Linked DNA regions of Mus musculus: region 2 is linked to region 1. The links are chromatin contacts, called in public Hi-C maps. All regions are on one chromosome and are shown on one strand. Each heading gives the region's core, a stretch centred on a gene start, on an enhancer-like site or on the middle of the called end of the contact. The rest is flanking DNA. Distances are from core to core; before and after follow the strand shown.

Region 1 (3,474 bases), core at 503-3,002:
GCTGTGAAAGTCCCGTAGAAATGGCTACCTAAACAGAACAGGAACAATGCAATATCATTAGACAGGTTAACATGAAAGGTGGAAAATTTTGATGGTGTCTCATTCCTAGATAAAGGACTAAAGACAACTAGTGATTGGTGAGAAAATGAGAACTAGCCTTTCCCAAGGATAAGCCCTGAATTGGTCACCCAACACAGAATGGTCAGCTTTGAAACCACACACAAGCACACATACACAAACACCCCATAAACAGGGTTAGCAGGTTACATATATCTGTATACCATACAGGCATATATATATATATATATATGCATGTAACAAATATAGCAAAGGAAAGGGTTCAGCAACTTGAGCATGGGAGCATCAGAGGAAGGATTTGAGAGAGGGTAACAGGAGTTACTGTGCAGTATTATTAGTGGATACATGTATACCATATGTAGTACATGCATGAGAGCAATTAACATTTTGTCCTCAAAACTTCTACTTTTAAGTTCTGTAAACCTTTGAACTTTCTACTACTATTTTGGATTTTGTATATTACATTGGTTTATCCTGATAATAAAAGGTTTTGAACTTACCTTAATTATCTGTATAAAACCCAATTACTTCTATGACATGTGTAGATCCAACTGGGACCAAGTCACCATTATCATTTTCTGGGAAATCATGCATTGGCTCTTATAGTTCTGAATGACTGGAGTGTTAGTTCTGCACTTAAGAGCACTGGCTGCTCTTCTAGAGAATTTGGAGTTGATTCCTAGCACACACACTCGGTGAGTCACTTTTTTTCAGTGTTTATTTTCTTATCCCCTTAGAATAGAAGGTGAATGAGCAGAGGTCCTATTGTTTTATAGTCTCCATAAAAATTTGTTAAAGAAATGAATGTAGTAAAGATGACTTATTCTCTCCACCTGCAGAAAATTCCCACATGAAGTATATATGGGTATATTCAGGGTCAACTAAGTTGGAATATGTGTGATGGTGTACAATAGTACATATGAAGGCATGTAGAAGTGTCTACATATATACACCAGGGGCTCACTCCGTTTTTGTATGCTCGGTAACAAGTATACTGTAAAACCTACTTTCTCTACCCCCGTGCTTAAGTCTAGTGTCATTGCCAGTAGTCTATTCTTGTCTCTGATGGTTTGTATGGCTGTCATCAATATTTGCCAGTTTTATTTTATTGTCTTCCTTTGAAGAGGAAGGTTAAGGGGGTATCTTCCTCAGCACTTCCAGCAATGCTCCATGAATCATATTCTAGTAGTGGCAACATTTTATCTGAGATGTCTCCCTGCCTTTCCCCATGACATCTACATGAATTCTTTTAATCATGTTCTCATTACCCTCTAATTATGTAAAATTTTTATATTAAGTATAATTTCTTCTGGTAGCCACAGGGTGGCATTCATGTTCTTTGCTATCTTTTTAATGACTGATGGATTACAAGGTCACTTTGAGTGGATAAATAGCCTAAAGATTCTTTCCTGGAAGGTCCTCTGCCTGATTTTCACATTAACACTTGTAAATTGCAGAGCTTACTATGCTATCCCACCTGCACCTCATTTTGCTTCCAGCATCTTCAGCCTCTTCCTGCAGGAATTCAAGATGACTCTATCAGGTGGTCTTGGTTTAATATTCAACTCAGTCAAAAAGGATGTAATGAAAGCCGGCAGCTGACACTGCCTTGCCATTCATTTCAACTCAGCCGTCACTGGAAAGCTTGCCAGCAGCCGTTAGCACAGGGCTCTGAATGCTTGCTGGCAAACGGTAAGCTGAATAACAAGTAGGGTCACTCACTTCAATAGGCTTGTGCCAGGGTAGGTGGATTCTCCAGACTAGTCCTTGAGGCAGTCAAAACATCTATTTAATATTTAAACACCACTTTGATTATTGAACACACACACATACACAGAGGAGGATGTATTTATATGAGAAAGTTCAGCTCTGCTGAAAAACCTGTTTGGTGTAGCATTTATTTCTTCTGCTCTTGAGATGGATGTACAACTCACTCATCATTCATTCATCATTCATTCATTCATTTATTCACTCATTCATTCATTCTTTCTGGCAATTTAATGATCATTCATTTCACTTATAACAGGCTTCTACATTACTAAACAGTTTACAACATTTTTTTCAAGTATTGTTTTCTCATTTTCTCCATGAAGAAAGTGAAACAAGATATGACAATATTAATAATTGTTTGAAAGCAACACAAAGAGTAAACCATAGAGGCAGAACAGACATGGAGGACTTTAAAGTCATCTGATTTCTGTGTTAACATCTTATGCTGGACACTGGCTGGAACAAGCAGGACCTACTTCCAAGTGGTCCACAGATGAAAGGAGTCTATCTTCTTACTTGTCCCTGTGGGATAACTGTACCTGGTCCCATGCTGGCCTTGCAAGATCCACCTGCTTCTCCTCTAGCCTACCCTAGCCTGCCGGGAATCATCTCACTCAACGTTTCCTTTCAATTTTTTTTTCTCTGAAAATAGAATTTCATAAAAATCCTAAACTATATTGTTACCTTTCACTGACCCTTTATAATCCATTTACCAACAACTTACTTTGCCATTCTAGGTAGAATGCCTTACGGACTCTGAAGTTTCTGATTACTTGTAAATAATGACAATCCCTGTTCTCATTAAATGACAAATATAAACTCAGTATGGAAACCTGGATGCCTATCGCAGTATCTTAAAGACTTCACTCTTGAGTTAGTGGAAATATTCCACTTCATTGAAACTTCCTGAACTCAAGGACAAAGAGTTTAACTAGATGCCCCTTACTTGCATGCTCTTCTGTTGTTCTACTCTTTAGATGTTGTTGCTGGCTTTTGTAGGGCTGTGTTGCATGGAAAGGGAGGGAGAGTGTGGAGCTCAAGTGGTCTAACTGCTCCAGGAGACAGTTTACTCTCAGTCTGAAAGATAGAGACTGCCAAATCCCTCATGGTGCTTTGAAGGTGGTTAATGCTCCATAGCTAGGCACTCCGACCATAATGCTTTTATAATCTCACACCTGACCCCACCAATCTTTTTCTGTGGTTTGTTTTATTTTTGACAGAGTATTCCATGTCGATCCTCTATTGGGATGCCATTGTGCCTAGCAGCAGATCTTTTGAACTGGGATTATTTTAATTACATGAGATTTGTGTATCTTGGATCATCTCTGTTGGGAGAGGAGTGCTCTCATCCTTGATACCATCAGATATCTGAGCCTCTCAATTTATGTTTTAGATCTAGTCAGCTCAGTTTTTTTCCCTAACTACAAATGTTTCTTGATTTTTCACACTAGCCTCATAAATCCCTTCTCTAATCAAGAGGTTACTTCTTACCTTCTTAAAAGTCTACTGTGCTTTTTATTCTTTAAATTCTTTAGCACATTTGGTTTTTCTGTGGTCTATTTGTCAAATTGTTCCTTTGAAACTCCTATGGAAAATCTGCTTCTTTGCCAATCATCTTTTGTGTTT
Region 2 (3,499 bases), core at 256-2,755, 1.2 Mb after region 1:
GAGGATTATTCTATTATCACCATGGCAGGAAGCATAGCAGCATCCAGGCAGGTACAATGCTGGAGACGGAGCAAGAGGTCTGATCTTGATCTGAAGGCAGTCAGGAGAAGACTGTCTTCAGTGCAGCTAGGAAGAGGGTCTCAAAGTGACACACTTCTTCCAACAAGGCCACACCTGCTCTAACAACGCTACAACCTCCTAATAGTGGCACTCCCTGGGCCAAGCATGTACAACCCACCACAGAGACCAAGAAACCCAAAGAGAACCTCAGATCCAGCAGTAACTACGAAACTGCTAAACCTTTCAGGTTCCTTTTCAGAACTTTGATGTGCGTTTTGTGTATGCGTGAGTATTTGGAGTGGAGGTACACGTGCCTGTGGATTGGGGTGTGTGTATGTGTGTGTGTATGTGTGTGTGTGTGTGTGTGTGTGTGTGTGTGTGTGTGTGTGTGTGTGTGTATAGGCCACAGGAAGACATTGGGACATTGATGTTCTGTTCTGTCACTGCCCACTTTATTTCTCTGAGATAGATTCTCTCACTGAACCTGGAGTTCATGGTCTTCTTTGTATGTTTGTGGGTTTGATTGTTTGTTTGTGTTTTGCTAGGATGGCTGGCAGCGATCCATCCTATCTTCCTATCTTTGCCTGCTAGGTATTTTTCTATGGATATTGGAGATCCATTCTCAGGTCTAGGACCAGGATACTGGACAGTCCTTTCATGTTGAAATCATCTTGGAGGAGCACAAAGCCTGGGACTGGTATTTTCTTTTCTTACAAAGAGAAATGTCTCATTTAACAACTTAGGCTAGACCATGGTGAATTTCCTAATGTACTTTGTTATGTTATCAAATGAAAAGCAGTCCAGCCTTTGCCCTTCTCCTGCCTTAGGTTGGTTACCTCCATCCCAGGTTACTTCTCTTACCTTGCTGACCTAACCGTGAGGGAAGTTTTCGGAAAGCAGGCAGGTTTGGCAGATGAGGAAGCTCAATTTGCAATTGCCTTGAAGAGCGGCTGTTCTTCACTGTGGATGCGTGGATGTGACAATAAGGGGAGGCACACTGTTTATCTTTGCAAAATATGAGTCTGTGGCAGAGAAAAGAAGGCTTGTCCCATAGGTGCCAAGGAATCAAAGCCACACTGCCTTTATGTCTTTGATGTATTTCATTAATGTAATACATTCATTAATTAAAAAGAATACTTAGGGAAGTTTTTTTTAATGTGAGATGCATTTGCCGTATCAGCCATATTCCTCTTTCTCCAATGCTTCTTTTCTTCACATTAAAAACAATGAATGAAACCAAACAAACCTTTACCTAAATAATGATGCTAGTCACAAAGTATATTTCCAATAATGAATATCAGCTGTCAATCTAATAAATGTGAATAAGGACTTACTAAAATATTAACAATAAACAAACAAACAAACAGACAGACATGATTAGGAGGTAATGTCACTTTGGATTCTTAGGTAACAGGCTGAGCTGATTTTCCAGTACCTTAATGCCCCCTGCTGGCAATTCTTGGAAGTGGCATATTCTAGGCAGAAATATAAAAGGGAGCCAGCCATCTCTTTAAAAGTCTTAGAGAAAGGATTAAGAGATAAAGATTAAAGATAAAGATTGTGTTTTGCCTGGGTTTATTTTCTTGACTGTAACTATCAGTAGAGGAAGTATGTGAGGACTGTGCTATGTGTAAGGAATCCTCACTTCATTGCAAGGGGGATGGTCCTAGTGGTGAAAACAGGGCTTGACTGGAGAGTGTTAGCTATTGATTCCGTTCATTCTGCTAACCTAGCTCTGCGCAGCCTCCAGTGAACGTCAGTCCTATGTTCTTCGTGCAGACACATTTTTATGCATCAAGTGTAAGGAAAGAGGATATATATTTGTCGAAGGTGCTATGCCAGTATCGCACCATTTTCTCTAAGTACTACAGCCAAGGAGGGAGCTATTAGAAAAAAATATATGTAGAGAAAGGGTTTGTATAGTGTTTTCCCTTGCTGAATCACAAGCATTCAAAGAAGACACAATTTCTAACTACATATCTTGGTATCTATGGTGATTGAGAGTTTTGCTGGTTATAGTAGCCTGGGCTGTCGTTTGTGTTCTCTTAGGGTCTGTATGACATCTGCCCAGGATTGTCTATTCTTTCTTTGCATAACTGTATTTGCAACTTTAGGGCATTAATAAGTAAAGGCTACTTAATTTCTCAATAATCAATCTGATAAAAAAAAATATCGAATACTGACAGGAGTCTAATGGTCATCACATAGGACAACACATCCCAGGAGAACACAGGATTTTATGACATTTCTGAAGGTAATTCAGACAGGGTGGAATGTGAAGTTTAAGAATTATTTACTTCTAGGAATTTCCACTTAATTTTTTACAGTGTAATTGGTGACAGATGAGTAATTCTCCAGAAAAGTCAAACCTTAGACAGGGATACTAGCAAATATCCTCAAATTGGTCTCTACTGAGTAGAGATATAAGGGGATAAACCTACAGGAGACAGGGGCACTTGATGGCTCTGGGGACTTTAGTCCTCCGGTCTCCAGCTTTTTGTTAGACTTTAAGGAGCAACAGCTGTATCACTTGAACCCTTTTGTACTAAGTAAGGAGTCCAGAATTTCCTTCTAAGATGTAGACTCCTCATTTTCCCACCAGTCCATGTACTTATTTTTCATGTATATTACTGCATACATTTATTCACTGGTGAGAACTGCTATTCTTATACAGCACCTCAGACAAGGCACCACTCAACACTTGATAAACACACATGAAAGAGGTTTTTCTAGTGGGTTTTATTTTCTCACTGTATTTACAGCTACAGTACTTGAAAAGATGAGATTGGTAACTGGGGAAACAGGTCAGGGATGAAGTACACTGGCTGTTCTTCCAGAGGACCAGTATTCAATTCCTAGCACCTATGTGGGGGCTCACAGCTATCAGTAATTCCAATCTCAGGTGATCTGTTGCCCTCTTCCGGCTTATAGGAGCACTGCATGCACATGATGCATTGACACCCATGAATATACCTATGAAAAGCTAAATAAATAGATAATTTAAGAATTATATTTTTAAAAGGAAAAACAGAGAAATGGCAAACTGGGAAACGAACCTGTGGCTAACAATAATTAATTGTCATGATCCACACTTAAAACTACAATAATAAAATTAATTTTTCTACGTATACTATACTACTTCAAATATTTTATAACATTTTGCCACCAATTATAAGACAGTCCTATGTATTTATATGTGTACTTAGTATCTATATTGAAATAACTATACAATTCAAAGTCCAGTAGGTTTTTGAAAAATATAATATGGCTGTAAATTCCTTAAATATATAATCTAACTTGGCATGGTAGTACATGCCTGTAACACTTGTACTTCAGAGGTAGATAGTCCGGAATTCAAAGTCATTTTCAAATACCCAGAGAGTCTGAAGCTACGTGACTCATCTCAAAATTCAAGAGTACGTGTGTACCTGCATACATA

The links. Hi-C and Micro-C count contacts between places; a contact is called where the count stands out from the background.
Region 2: a contact with region 1 is called in a Hi-C map of forebrain, with 2.4 times the contacts expected there. The contact joins two enhancer-like sites. A contact is called at or near these places in 1 of 15 datasets of contacts at CTCF or cohesin (pro-B cells), 13 of 484 Hi-C or Micro-C datasets (adipose-derived mesenchymal stem cells, bone marrow-derived macrophages, cerebellum and 9 more) and 1 of 115 datasets of contacts at active chromatin or transcription factors (astrocytes).

What each region holds. Positions count from the first base shown.
Region 1 is chr17:89,296,054-89,299,527 of GRCm38.p6, forward strand. No RefSeq gene overlaps it. Among named protein-coding and RNA genes, the nearest start is that of 4933400B14Rik, 22 kb to the right of the region's middle. Within about 2 kb of position 1,753, at least 10 of the 459 cell types and tissues checked have an H3K27ac peak or open chromatin away from gene starts, as enhancers often do. A contact at or near this core is called in forebrain, where this site is marked.
Region 2 is chr17:90,499,731-90,503,229 of GRCm38.p6, forward strand. All of the region lies in intron 17 of Nrxn1 (neurexin I), which reads right to left. It overlaps Gm32337 (a long non-coding RNA gene), which reads left to right. Exons shown (of 2, transcript XR_877116.3): 2 at 1-3,499. Among named protein-coding and RNA genes, the nearest start is that of Gm32337, 40 kb to the left of the region's middle. Within about 2 kb of position 1,506, at least 4 of the 459 cell types and tissues checked have an H3K27ac peak or open chromatin away from gene starts, as enhancers often do. A contact at or near this core is called in forebrain, where this site is marked.